Linked DNA regions of Oryctolagus cuniculus: region 1 is linked to region 2. The links are chromatin contacts, called in public Hi-C maps. All regions are on one chromosome and are shown on one strand. The core of a region is the stretch at or near the end of the contact, and the rest is flanking DNA. Distances in the headings are between cores, read along the strand shown.

The links. Hi-C and Micro-C count contacts between places; a contact is called where the count stands out from the background.
Region 1: a contact with region 2 is called in a Hi-C map of an unstated tissue, with 2.7 times the contacts expected there. The contact joins the promoter of OSBPL3 here to the enhancer-like site in region 2. A contact is called at or near these places in 2 of 6 Hi-C or Micro-C datasets (ear pinna and an unstated tissue).

What each region holds. Positions count from the first base shown.
Region 1 is chr16:16,814,978-16,822,297 of mOryCun1.1, reverse strand. OSBPL3 (oxysterol binding protein like 3) reads left to right here and starts at 2,173. Exons shown (of 23, transcript XM_051852838.2): 1 at 2,173-2,417.
Region 2 is chr16:16,742,018-16,749,476 of mOryCun1.1, reverse strand. All of the region lies in intron 1 of OSBPL3 (oxysterol binding protein like 3), which reads left to right. Among named protein-coding and RNA genes, the nearest start is that of OSBPL3, 74 kb to the left of the region's middle. Within about 2 kb of position 2,451, at least 1 of the 8 cell types and tissues checked has an H3K27ac peak or open chromatin away from gene starts, as enhancers often do.

The DNA.
Region 1 (7,320 bases), core at 924-3,423, 73 kb before region 2:
TTAAGAGCAGCCAAGCAGCCGTTTTTTTTTCAAAGGAGACAGCCGTTCTATATTTAATGAACCGTGAATTCTTGAGCAGTCCCTGTCTTGAATGCTTTTGAAAGGATGCTTCTGAGGTGTTTGCAACCGAGAACTTTGATTCAATTTCCACACAAAAGTGAAGGAGGAGGAAGACGAGTGGGCGGTTACAGACCTCTGAGGGCACGCAGGTGTTCAATCTGCCCCCCCACCCCGTGATGCATTTGGCCAACAGGATGGGAGACCCAGCCTCTGGCCGCTCACAGCGGTATGCTTATGGTCAAGGTGCTGGAGTTTTCTGAGCTTTGGTTCACCCCACTCCCCCATGCTATTAAAGGGATTGATAGGGCCAGTGCTGTGGCACAGCGGGTTAACGCCCTGGCCTGAAGTGCTGGCATCCCATATGGTCATTGGTTCAAGACCCAGCTGCTTCACTTCTGATCCAGCTCTCTGCTATGGCCTGGGAAAGCAGAAAATGGCCCAAGTCCTTGGGCCCCTCCACCCACGTTGGAGACCTGGAAGAAGCTCCTGACCCCTGGCTTTGGATCAGCACAGCTCCGGCCGTTTCAGCCAACTGGAGAGTGAACCATTGGATGGGAGACCTCTCTCTCTCTCTCTCTGCCTCTCCTCTCTCTGTGTAACTCTGATTTTCAAATAAATAAATCTAAAAAATAAAGCGATTGATAAAGTGACGAACTATCCCGCACAGAAATCACCATACTAGAAGACCGGTACACCCACCCGCCTGACAGAGTTACCTCGGAGGGAGTCAGGCCACCTGGCCCTTGTTCTCCCATAGATGGTCAGACTCTGCCTATTGCCCGACAGGTACAGCTACTGTCTGGTTGTACAGGTAAGGAAGGGTGAGCTCGGGAAGGCCCACACACCACCCTCAAAGCCAGGCAGCACCCGCTCACCTCCCAGGCATGCCCGAAGCTGAGGACGCCCAGAGCCAGCCGGGACGTGGCCGGAGGTGAAGGTACTTCTTCACTCTTGGAGTGAAACTCCCTCCACAGCCCCGCTGAGCTGCTCTCACAGACATTCAGATGGTGGCTTTAAAATAAAACTCTCAGGAGGAAGCTAATTTTAGGGCATTGACAAGCTTCTTTCAAGAATAATTAGCTCTGTGTGGGCTTCAACTTTGATTACCCACCCCCACCACCACTCTGTCCGCTTCCGATTGTAGGAGCTGGAAAGCCTGGGCGCTTCTTTCGGAACAGAAGGGGAAATGAGACTACGAGAAGGCGCGGCGCGGTCCCCCTGCTCCCGGAGGCGTGGCACCGCCCCAATACGCACAGCTCCCACCGAGGAAGAAAACGCCAAGGCGGGGCTGCCGGGTGGGACCACCAACCCCCGCCTGTAGTGTGCGTTCGGATTTCAGGCTCTGGTTTCGGAGAACTGCCTAGGAGAATCTAAGGAGGAAGAAATCAGACCGCGGGAGCGCACGCAAAGCCGGGAACGTCGGCCGGTAGCTGGGGTCCGCCTGACAGCTACTCCCGCGCGGTTCTCCGCGAGCCCACGCCGCGTGAGAACCCCACCGCCCCTCGGATGCTTCCAAAAAGCCAGAGCTGCGTGCATGGCACAGCTAGGCCGACAGCTCCCGGAACCTTAGTCAGGGGTCACTCTGCAGGCTGGATATGCGTCTCGTGCCGCGCAGAGGGGCGGTTGGCCCCGGGGCCGGTGCTCGGGGCGCCACAGGGGCCTCCAGGGCCGTGGACACCTGGCATTGCCGTTCCCAGGCTCAGGAATGCGGCAGGACGCCACCTCCGCCGAGAAGCCCTCAACACCCTTGTCTCGGGGGCTCCTCGCTCCCGCCTACTCCGAGCGCAGGGAGCCGGCTAGCTCTGGAAGCCGCGGCGCTCGCCCAGCGAGCGCTCCGTTCCGCTGGGGACCTCGGGCCGTCAGCTGCTGGCGCTGGCAGCGGAGACCCCAGGCGGCCGGGGAGCGAGCGGGCGTAGCCCTGCCCGACCACCAGGGGGCGCCGGCGGCCCCAGGCCCCGAGAGCGAACCGCGCCTCCCTCCTCTCCCCAGCCCCAGGTTCTAATCCGTTGATAGCTCTCGAGGGCCCGCGGCCTCCGTGCCCCGGTCAGCTCCTCTCCGGTGCCGACCCTTGGTCGCCGTCCGACTTCCTCACGAAGGTCGCGTGCCCCTGCTCGCGGGGAGACACGTGCGCCCCGACACCGCCTCCGTCCACCAGCCCCTCCCGCGGCCCGGAAACGCACACGTCGCTTAAGGCCGCCCCGGGCCCCCTCCCCAGCCCCGCAGCGGCTGTCGGCTCCCGCCACCCCTCCAACCGGTCCCAAATCCCGGGCTCCCAGCTCCCGGGATGCGTCACTGACTCTGGCGGCCTCTTCCCTGCGCATCGCCCCACCTCCTTCCCCGGGGACGACTCCTGATTGGTAAGAGTTGGGTCTCCCCGCCCCCATGCGGCCCCGCCCCCATGCGGCCCCGCCCCCTCGCTGGGCCCCTCCCGTACTCGCCCCGCGGCGCGCGCCGAGAAGTTCTGTGCAAAGTCCTAGGAGCCCGGCTGCGCGGCGGCAGCTCCCGCGAGCCGGCCGGGGCCAGGGCACCCGAGCGCAAGGCTCCGGTCCCGCCGTCGGTGCCCGAGAGGTCGTCCGCGCCGCCGATTCTTGAGGCCGATGCAGGAAGTGTCGGCAGGAGGAGTCGGGTTTGCCTCCTCCTCCCGGGTGTGTGCGTGGAGCCCGGAACGGAGCGCCTGGGCGCTGGGCGGCGTCCCCGGCTGCGGAGCGCGCAGGTACGCGGCGGGGCGTCCGCCCCGGCGGCGCGGGCTGGGAGGGGCTGCACTTTCGGGGGGCGCCGGCAGGCTCCGCGGGCTCTGTCTGCCTGCTGTCGCCCGGGAGGAGCCGGCCAGCGGGAGACCGCCCTCGTGGTCACCTCCAGGGTCTTGGGAGCCGGACCCGGAGTGCCGCCTGGTGCCTCGAGGAGGAGCGGGCGCGGGGACCTGGGTGCCGCGGGAGTCTGGTTTCGCTGGGCGCGGCGCGGGGCTTCACCGCGTCGGCAGGATGGGACGCTCGCTCCCGCACCCGCCCCTGCGGGCTCCCCGGCGCCCCGAAGTCGCTGCTGGCCGTGGGAGCGGGAGGCGGCTGCCAAGCGGCGGCCCTCCGGTGTGCGGGATCCGCGCGGGAGCGCCGGGATGGGGCGTTTGCGGATGCCCTATTTTACACTGCAGCCCAGAGATGATGCTCCCAAAGGCGGGACTGGCTTCCGTCTCCCAGCCTGTGTCCTTTGCGGTCGGGAGAGAGAGCCGCGGAGCAGGCCTGGGCTGGGCTGCTCCCCGCAGAAAGCGCTGCTTCCGAAGTAGTATCCTGGGGCCCTTCGCCGCCCACCGCCTGTTAGCACAGAAGCCGGGGGTTGGGGGTGGGGGGGGGGCAGGGCTGGATCCGTGCTGCTGCCAGCTGAGCCCAGGGTCCACGCGGAGCCTGACACGCGGAGGTTCCCGTTTATGGGGCGGATGCGTGGAAACACTGCTGGTTTCCCAGCTGCTGCTGATTTCCACCTTCCTCTTCCTTTTATTTATTTTTTGCCTTCCCTTCCTGGGAAAATTCACAAGTAACAGTAACCACTACTGACTGAGCACCCGAGTCCCACAGTGTACACTAGATGCTCTGGGTAGCTTGTCTCATTAAGCATCTCCGTAGCCTCGTTAGCTGAATATTTTTAACCGGATGGGAGATGGAGGCGCTAGCAGGTTCACCAGGTTTCCCAAGGTTCTGGAGCGCTAGGATTGCAGCCCGTTTTGTCTCTCTTGTGTTGAGCCACTTCCAAGAATCTAAATGCTTTCCCACTGTTGCAGCTGATACACATTTAGCTTTATTGGTAACAAAAGCTCTGGCTTAGCCAGAACCAGATTTGTTGCTTTATGATGAGACACAGTTTCAGCAATGGCAACGATGTTGCAGGCCGCACAGTACCAGGCTGCTTCGGGGCGTGTTCTGTCCTTTAATCTTCGCAGTCTGGGACCGGCAGCCCTGTGAGGTTGTTTGCAGATTTCAGATGAAGAAACTGAAGCCTACTTCAGCTCCTTGGCCAGACTTAGTACATTGCTGAGTTGGATTTTGAAAATGGTCTTTCTGGCTGCAGACATGGAGGTCCTTCTGCTCTGTAAAGTCTCTTGCTCTACTGTTTAATGAGTGGTTAACTAATTATGCAGGTGTCTGTGATACAGTATATATTAAAACCATCTGAGGCTGGCCTGTAAACTTCCCCGTGCCAATGCTGAGCATCTGTGCTGAGTTGCTGAGGCTCTTACTGGCATTGATTTTTGTGGTTGAGTTTGTGGTTTGTGGGCCTGGTAGACTGGGGTAGGGTTGGGGGCTGGTAATAGAGGACGGAAGGAAATCCTTTCACTTAAATCTAAGGAGAAATCTCTTTGGTTTTAGCTGTGGTGGCAGATGAGCTCTGAACAGTGCTTCCTGTCTCTCTAGGGCAGTCTGGAAGTCTGTGTTCCCCTACACACAAGGGAGAGTTGGAAACGCCAATTCCAAAAGCATCTTTTAGGAAAATAACCGCTTTTCTACTCTTTCTGCCCTTGCATTGCAGCTGGGGGGTGAGGACAAGCCAGGGAAGCGTTGCCTGGTCACCCACAGGGGGCACTGGTAACCTGGGGCTGGGGAAAGGAGCTGGAGACCCCTGTTTCTGCCGCTTCATTCCAGTTTGGAGGGTGTTGCCGTGTTTTTCCCCACAGGAGGCTGTGGGCAAATCACAGTGTTGGTTATAATGTGCTTCTTGGCAGCAGTGTGTTTTCTCAGTCGCTAATTCCATTTCAAGAGTGCTCCAGGGAGTGCCCGTGCAAGTGGAGGGGGCGTGGTACTCCAGGGAAGGTGGAGGCTGTTAGCTGGAAGAACCTTCCATGCATCATGGAAAGTTGTTTACGGGCGCCCTGCAAATTCCTTCCCTATCTAAATCTCCTCGTTCATCAGTTTTCCGACTCTCTCGTCTGGAAACTTTCTAATTGACTTTCCAGTTACTGCTTTGCAGACCACGTTCATACTCACCCCAATGCTTGTCTCAGTGTCTTTCACACTGGGTGCTTCCCATTGCCCCTGTAGCATCTTGGGGGCGTCTCTGAATTCTGCGCCAACATTGCCTACAGGGGGTTTCTGAACACCATGTCCTAACACAGCACACCATGCTCAGGTGCTTTCCTGAAGTACTGTCATATTGCTGAAAAGCCTCTGGTGGCTCATATCATTCATAAGTCATAATATTACCAACAGCAGCAGTAGCTGCTCCACTTTTATGTGCTGGATGCTGTTATAAGTGCATTTGATTCTCAGAACAACATCAAAGCAGACACTGTTATTATACCCCCACCCCCCTCTCCAGATGAGGCTGGGCAACGTTCACAACTGCTTTGCAGCTAGTATCTGGTGGGGCTCAGACTCAGACCCCAAATTCTTTTCCCAGCTCATTTAAGCATAGATTCCTTCATCTAAAGTCAGGCTTCGTCTGCCTGGACTCAGCCTTGACCATCACTCTGTCACCCTCTGACCCGCATGCTGCTTGTCTGAACTTCATTGATAAAGCATTTTGCCTTTGTCCATGCACTTCTGTAACCTAGAAAACTTCTTCACTGTCTCTCCCTGTGAAAACCTAAGTCTTTGAAGAGGACCTCGAACTATGCCTGGTAGCATCATCTCTAAACCAAATCCCAGAGCTGTTTTTTTTTTTTTTAAAGAGTGTGTCTCCAGTTTATTTTTTTCTGTTTTTTTTTTTCTTTCTTTCTTAATATTTATTTATTTGAAAGGAAGAAACACATCCACTGTTTCACCCTTCAATAGCTTGGGCTGGACCAGGCCAAAGCCAGGAACTCGATTGGGGTTTCAGTGTGGATGGCAGGGACCCAACTACTTGCTTGGGCTATAGCCTGCTGCCTCTGAGGGTGTACAGCAGCAGGAAGCTGGGATTGGGAGCAGAGCCAGGCTTGAACCCCGGCACTCCATGGGGGTACCTTAACTGTGACATCAAATGGTCCCCCCTCTAGTTAAGTTCTGATCCCTGAGAATGCTACTGATTCCTCCCCTTCCCTTGGCACTTTGTACCTCTTATTTCCCCCACCCCCCATCCCATTACCTCCCAGCCTTGTTACTTACTCAGTGTATTGCCTCCCTTCTTAGATTTTTGGTACCTCGATGGCAAGACCAGTGTGTGTGCCTCGTGTTTCTGTCCCTCCCTTTGCTAAGCATGGGGTCCTTCCTGCAGTGGGTGCTCAGTGAGTAAAGGGATACCGAATCTCTGTTGTGTTCGCTTACATTCTGTGAAAAATTGGAACGTGGCATTTTGTGGCCTGGGTTTTGGTCTGTAATGCTTTGATGCGTTCCTCAGCGTCTACTGAAGCAGTGGGGTCTTCAGTGCACGGAAAACCCCTGTTTGGGTTGCCCTCCTCTTTGGATGCTAGAGCTACTATTGCGAGGATATCTCAAAGTCATTCATGCAGTCAACAGTATCTGCAGGATAAATGCCTTGCATATGAAATGCACGGCTTTTACATATCTGTGGTAGTGTTATTATTAACATGTGTTAAAACTTACAGAATTCAAACCCAGTCTTTGGGAATAGTTTATTGATCAGTAGATATTTCACAGTTTTTGAGCAGATCTGTGAGATCCTGAATCAGCTCCTGCTTCCAGAGTGCTGCGTCAGCAGCTCATTCCTTTTTTTTTATTGCTTAATAATATCCTTTTATATATCTATATACCATATTTTATTTATCCATTTGCCAGTGGATGGAACGATTGTTATTTTTTCTTTTTTTAAAGCTTCGCCAGGTGGTCCTAATGTGTAGGTAGGAACCAAAGTAACTGGAAGTTCCTTTGAGTCTTGTTCACTGTTGAGTCTTGGGGCACAATTTGTGCCTGGCACATGATAGATGTCTAATAAGCCTTTGAGCAAATGAAGCATTTTACTAAAAATCTAGCTCCTATAATGCTGAGGTTATCAAAAAATCCTGGCATTAGAAAGAAGTCATCAAAGTTGATTGTTTAAGGTGCCAGCGCCATGGCTCACTTGGCTAATCCTCTGCCTGCGGCGCCGGCATCACATATAGGTGCTGGGTTCTAGTCCCAGTTGCTCCTCTTCCAGTCCAGCTCTTTGTTGTGGGAAGGCAGTGGAGGATGGCCCAAGTTCTTAGGTGCCTGCACCTGTGTGGAAGACCAGGAGGAAGCACCTGGCTTCTGGCTTCGGATTGGCACAGCGCCGGCCATAGCAGCCATCTGGGGGGTGAACCAGCAGAAGGAAGACCTCTCTCTCTGTCTCTCTCTCTCTCACTGTCTAACTCTGTCA
Region 2 (7,459 bases), core at 1,202-3,701:
CACTGTGGTTTTGATTTGCATTCCTTCTGGTTTATGCTGTTGAGCATTTTGTTTTTCATGTAGTTATCGACCATTTGTATGTCTTCTTTAGAAATATAACTGTTGTAGTTATTTGGTCATTTTAAAAATAGGGTTTGTTTTTGATGTTGAGTTATGAGAGTTCCTTATATATTCTAGATACTAGATCCTTCACAAATATTTTCTCCTGTAGGTTGTCTTTTCCTATTTTCAGTATTGTCCATTGAAACATAAAAGTTTTTGATACTGATGAAGCCTGTTTAGCTTTTCCCTTTGTGGCTTATAGTTTGGGGGTTATATCTAAGAAACCATTACTTAACCCAAGTTCAGGTAACATTAGCCCTATTTTCTTCTAAGAGTTTTACAGTTTTAGCTCTCATTCAGATTTTCAGTCCTTCTTGGATTACCTTTTTTTTTTTTTTAAGATTATTTATTTGGAAGGCAGAGTTACAGAGAGACAGAAGCAGAGAAAGAGAGAGGTCTTCCATCTGCCATTTCATTCTACAGACGGCTGCAATGGCCAGAGTTGTGCTGATGTTAAGCCAAGAGCCAGGAGCTTCTTCCAGGTCTCCCATATGGGTGCAGGGGCCCAAGGACTTGGGCCATCTTCCACTGCTTTCCTAGGCCATAGCAGAGAGCTGGATCAGAAGTGGAGCAGCCGAGACTCGAACCGGCACCATATGGGATGCCGGCACTGCAGGCGGCAGCTTTACCTGCCATGCCACAGTGCTGGCTCCTTGAGTTAGTTGTTTTTTTTTGTTTGTTTGTTTTGTTTTTAAAGATTTATTTATTTATTTGAGAGGTAGAGTTGCAGACAGAGAGACAGAGAAAGTCTTCCTTCCATTTTTTCACTCCCCAGATGGTTGCAATGGCCGGAGTGCGCCGAGCAAAGCCAAGAGCCAGGTGCTTCTTCCTGGTCTCCCATGTGGGTTCAGGGGCCCAAGCACTTGGGCCATCTTCTACTGCTTTCCCAGGCCATAGCAGAGAGCTGGATTGGAAGAGGGGCAGCCGGGACTCAAACTGGCACCCATTTGGGATGCTGGCGCCACAGGCTGAGGATTAACCTGCTGCGCCACGGAGCTGGCCCCTTGAGTTAGTTTTTATATATGGTGTGAGGCAGGCAGGCCCACCTTCACCCTGTTGCATGCAGATACCAAGTTGTCCTTGTTGGGATGACTGTTCTTTTCCCCGCTGAGTTGTCTTGGCACTGTTGTCAAAAATGAGTTGACTGTACTTGTGAGGGGTTAGTTCCTGTGTTGTTCTACTTGTGATGGGTTAGTTCCTGTATTCGTCTACTTGTGAGGGATTGATTTCCGTATTCTTATTCCTATTTTGATACCCATGCACATTGTCTTGCTTCCTACAGCTGTGTTACAACTTTTGAAATCATCAAATTTGACAGGATTGTTTTTGGATCTGATGTTTCTGTCCACCATTCTGGCCTGTGTGCTTTGTGGTCCCTTTTCTCTGTCCCAGTGAGGTCATGTTAGGAATGCTTCAGGTCTGGCATCACTGTTTGTGTGAAAGGGGATGGACTTGGGTGCAATCAGCTGTATTCCGGAAGTCTGATCGCTGGCTCTGTCACCAAGTCCAAGGATAAACCTGTGAATTAGGTAGGATTTGAGCATCCAGGCTGGTGCCTGGGAAGTACATGACTTTCTTGTTGATGCAGGGGCTTTCCTTGTGCCTTGTGCTATACCTCGGATTCCCTAGAGTCAGCCTATGTGCATTTAGAAACCATTGTAAGGTTGGCACGCAGACTGGTATTGCTGAGTTTTCCAGTATGTTCTGAGCAAAGGTTTGTGGTGTATTGTTGCAGATGTAGTTCACTGCTCTGTCTCCAGTGTGAACTTTGCAAGCACAGGCCCTGCCTGGACCAACAGGAAGTGCTCAGTGAGCAACTGTTAAATGGATACTAAATTTTTATCCCATTGTCTTGTATTCTTGGATAAATGTAATGCTAGTTGCCTGTACTTATGTTTCTGAGTAAGCCCACATTAACAACTGTGTGAATATTTAATTACCAAGGTCTTTTCCATGAGATTTTTGGGGGTACTTTAGCTAACTTAGTTTAAAATCAATTCATGCTCTCGCTTGCTTGCTCTCGTTCTCTCCCTTCTCTCTCTCTCTCGGCATGTTTTTTCACCCAGATGTTTCCTCCTGACGATAATTACAGACTGAAATAGAAAGGATCGAGTCAGAGTAGTCAACTCCAGAGAGCAGGTGGAGAGGGGACTGTGGGGAGTGGAGGAAGGCGTGACCATGGTGGGGGGCGGGGGTGGCCCTCCGGGCGAGGGTGGGGTCCAACAGGAAGCAGATCCTAGTCAGTGGACTTGGCTGTGGTATTGGTGCATGGTCGTGGTTTCTCACGGCTCTGCAGACCTCTCGGGCGTGAAGCTGTCAACAGAGAGTGCCCAGGTGTTTTTACTGGCGACTGCCGCAAGGCTGATTCATAGCCCGGAAATGGGGACTGTGCTTGCGAAGTTCACGAGGCACATCACAGATCAAGCAACCTCTGAGTGGAAGAGAGGAAGTCATTTCATGGGCTCCTAACATGGCTGAGTGTGGAAGCTGGGCGGGACAGGCTGAACGGATGTTTTCAGTGGGTGAGACTTGCCTCAGAAATTGGCGTCTGGTGTGGCATGGCTTTGGAACGGGTTCAACAAAGCCTGCAGGTCTGGATTTTGCTGCTGCTGCTGCTGCTGTTTAACTGCAGGATTTCTCAGCGCATTCAATGTGCTACTGGGTATTGCACAGTGTTTTCCAGTGTACCCAGAGATGACAGCTCTCAGGGGTCCGGTCCCCTCCCCGCAAGCTCCTCCTGGAGCCCTGTGCCACTGGTGTTGAGCAGGACACATCTTGAGTAAGTCTGCTCCAGGGCAGCACCTTTAGTTTCCGGGTGTGAGATCTAGTACCTTGGACTTTCTGAGCTGCTGTTTGCAGGAAGGGCCATGTCTGCAGGTGCACAACGTGGAAGCTGACTGTGTCTCTTGTCTTACTAAGCACTATCACAGAAGTCAGAACTTGAATGAGGAGTTACCCCAAACGGATGGAACTCTCTATGTGTGTATATGCTCACAAGCTCGGTCTGTAGGACGCCTGATAATCCTTGATCTCATGAACTTGCAAATCAAATTTCTGAAGGCTTTGCTCTGATGTACACTCCTTACCATGGAGGACAGGAGGGGCCAGGAGGAGGACCCATATAAATCAAGACCACTGGCTGCTGCTGTGGGATACACAGACTGTGGATAACTGGTTCTTGTGTGTAATAGGTGGAATGTGTTCCTGGCTTCAATGGTCGAGCAAAGGCATACAGTTACAATTGTGGGTGCAGCCACTCTACCCCCTCAGAACTGTTCCTTCTTCCCTCCCTTCCTCCAAGTCATCTAACCAGAGTTGCTTATCTGGTTTTCTCAAAAAAGAGAAAGCGAGGTGGGGAGAAACCGGAGGGCATCTTCATGGTACAACCACCATCATTTCCAGCCAGTCCGATTTGTGTGGGTTGGTGCACGTCACTGTGGTGGGGGAACCACAGCACAGCTGGGATGCCCAGTGTGGGTGGGTTCCCTGTACTCCTGTAGATACTGCTGCTTTCTTATCTGCATTGGTGGGCAGTTTCCACGCCACCCTACTGATGAGCCTGTGGGTGAGGGAAGTGAGGCAGATTCCCTTGTCCCGGAGCACAGGCTGTAATGATGTTCCTCCGACACTCGAGCCACAGCTGGAGAAAGGGGGACCACTTAAAATCCAGTTCCTTAGTAGCAACAGCCACACCTGGGCACACATGACTAGACGCTGTGGTGTCAGATGGCACCCTGAGTCCTATCGAATAGCTGTGGTCTCCATGCTGATCTTTCATTTCTGTGATCATTCAGGGCTCATTATGCCCTGATGAGTTAGTCTCTGTTTTTCCTTGTCATTCCCTCTGATTTCACTCGTTCTTCTGCTCCAGTTCAGCCGCTGGAGCGCTGCTCTCTGTACTGCCCTGCTGGCATCCTCTGTGGTTTCTGGGCACTGGGAGCCCTTAGGGAATCCTGCCTGTGTTTGGGATTCGATCTTTGCAATGCAGGATTAAGACTGGACTCCCTGGGCAAGGCCCAAGAGTTCGCACGTTCTCTCCGAAGAACTGAGAGGTGCTTGGGATGGTCACTCTTTCATTAACAATAAATCTGCTCTTGTAGAAATATTTCAGAAGACATGTGGGATGGGTGATAACTGGTGTGGTCACCTTTGAAAAACAAATCTTCCACACCTGGGAATGATGCCTCAGGATCGGCGTCAGCTCACTCTTAGCCACAGACAAACCTTGAGGCCCGCCACGGGTCGGAGACCGGGCACCTCTCCTTTCAGGAGGTGGGGCTGCCATTGCTCTGCGCTGAGCCTGCTGCCTGTGGGGTGAGGACGACGGAGTTGCCTTCCCATGGCACTTGGGATCCTGTGATGAAAGACTCTCCATGTGCCAAGCGCCCTACTCTGGCTGCAGAGAATGCATAATGAGAGGGTCTTCACAATGAGGGTCAAGGTTCTGGTTGTGAATTTAAAATATATATATATATATATATATATATATATATATATATATATTTACTGGGTCGGTGCTATGGTGTAGCAGGTAAAGCCACCACCTATGATGCCAGCATCCCATACAGGTGCCTGTTCCAGTCCTGGCTGCTCCACTTCTGATCCAGCGTCTGGCTAATGGCCTGGAAAGCAGCAGATGATGGCCCAAGTGCTTGGGCCCCTGCACCCGCATGGGAGACCCAGATGAAGCTCCTGGCTCCCAACTTCCAGGCTGGCTCAGCCCTGGCCATTGTGGCCATTTGGGAAATGAGCCAGCAGATGGAAGATCTCACTCTTTCTCTCTCTGTAAACTCTGCCTTTCAAATAAGTTAATAAATATTTACAAAATATTTGTATTTATTTGAGAGAAAGACACAGGCAGATATCTTCCATCTGCTGATTCACTCCCCAGATGCCTGCAACAGCCAGGGGCTGAGTCAGGCTGAAGCCAGGAGCGCAGGACTCTGAGTCTCCCACACTGGTGGCTGGGTTCAAAGCATCATCTGCCATGTTCTAGAACGTTACTAGCAGGAAGCTGGCTTGGAAGCAGAGCAGCCAAAGCTCAAACCCGCACTCTGATGTGGGTGGGATGCAGGCTTCCGGAGCAGCGGCTTAGGTTTGAGCTTAGACCCTCAGTTCCAGGGTTATTTTTAGTTTGGCGGGCCAGTCCACGTGAAGTGTGTCCACCTGATACACTGGCCACTGGGGTATTTAGTTTCTTGTCATTTGAGCATGTACAGTTAATGTGCTATGGAGCATGATTTATTGTAGGTGAATGTTTGCATTTCTGAACATAGGATAAGTCGGTTTCTTTAGGAGAGAGACGCATTAAACATTCACACCCATGCTTACATTTCAGTGTTTCCATTGGTAGTCATTTTAGGCAGCAATGAAGTGCTGTCTGTGGTCGCCAGTTGTTGAAACTCTACCCTGCTTCCGCCAGCAGCTGTTGGTTAAGAGCAGGTAGCAAAACCCACTGAGAAAATTCAAACCACTAGGTGTTATTTTAAGTTCTTGCGTGATGCTCTCTCTTCTTACCCTTTAAACTGCTAAGTCACATCCTGCTTTGCATTTTAATTTGGTATAAATTAGAGGCAGCAGACAGAGGTCTGGCATTCTGTACTCAAATGAAATTATAGAACACAACAAAAGAGGGCAGTTGTGTGGAATTAATCTATCAGGTCTGGATGCAGGATCATGTTAGAGCCGGGCCTGGCATTGTGGCGTAGTGGGTAAAGCTGCTGTCTGCAATGCAGGGTTCTCATGTGGGCGCTTGTTTGATCCTGGCTGCACCACTTCTGATCCGGCTCCCTGCTAATGGCCTGGGAAAAGCAGCAGAAGATGGCCCGAGTTCTTGGGCCCTTGCTACCCATGTGGGAGATCCAGAGGAAGCTCCTGGCTTCAGCCTGGCTCAGCCTTGGCCACTGTGACCATCTAGGAGTGAACCAGCAGATGGAAGATATCTCTTTCTCCATCTCTCCATCTCTCCATCTCTCTGTGTTAACCCTGGCTTTCAAATAAATAACTTTTTGAAAAATAAAATTATGTTAGAGCCATGGCTGAACCCCCACTGTGCATCAGGGTCACCTAGGGAGCTTCCTAAGCTGTCCTTGGCCCTGGCCTCATTCCCAGCAGGGCTGGAAGAGTTGCAGCCAAGTAAGCTGAAGCTGCCCAGGGTTGAGCAGTGTTGCAGGAGGTGCCCCTCCCTGCCCAGCCTGTACCTTTGCCCTCCACATTCTACTCTTTCTTTGGGTCCTACCACATCTTCAAGACTGCAGCCCCTTGGGCCGGCGCTGTGGCTCACTAGGCTAATCCTCCACCTGTGGCGCCGGCACCCCAGGTTCTAGTCCTGGTTGGGGTGCCGGATTCTGTCCTGGTTGCTCCTCTTCCAGTCCAGCTCTCTGCTGTGGAGGATGGCCCAGGTCCTTGGGCCCTGCACCCCATGGGAGACCAGGAGGAAGCACCTTGCTCCTGGCTTTGGATCAGCGTAGCTCCGGCCGCCATAGTGGCCACTTGGGGGGCAGTGGGGAACCAACAGAAGGAAGACCTTTCTGTCTCTCTCTGTCTCACTATCTAAACTCTGCCTGTCCAAAAAAAAAAAAAAAAAGAAAGAAAAGACTGCAGCCCCACAGAGCTCTCCCTGGATTGTGTTCTAGCTGGTTGCATTTACCCACGTCTTAGCTCCTGGCTTGGAGTGGTTTCCTCCTGGGTTTGAGTTTCTCCACTTAGTTTCTGTTGCTGAGTGTTTAGCTTGCCAGGAGACACGTGGTAGGTACCTTACAGACATACAGACTCCTGTTTTGGCTTGGATGCTCATCCATGTGGCTGTTCGCCTTTACTGTCCTTCTCATTGTCACTTTCTGTATCAGCCCTCCTTTACCTGTAAGTCTGTCTTTCTTTCCAGACGTGGGCACACAAGTAAGAATAACTAAACTGCTAGAGGAAGAGGAGAACAACCCCTTTCTGATATTTCCACTCAGGAGTGCAGGGACTGTCATCCAACCTGTAGACACATCCCGCTCCCATCAGAGAGTTCAGCCATCCTCATCTGTCATGGCCCTTAGGGTCACGTGGGTGACAGAGGCAGCATGCAGGGCACTGTCCTTTTGGAGAAGGTGAACATGTTTGGGGCATGGCTGTCTTCCACCTGTCCTGTTTAGAGAATATGGGGTGACTTCTGAGGATGAGGTACTCCTAGAACTTGAACATATGAAAATATCTGGCTTTCTGGGTTCTGTCCATCGAAGAAACAGTTCTCGTTGCCTGGGATTCCTGCTTCTGGCTCTGGAAGCCAATCAGGAAAGAAACGCTTGGCCATTTCCCATTGAGGGGTTCAGAGGCAATGCAAGATTCCCAAGTTTAAGACATACTGCTTTCT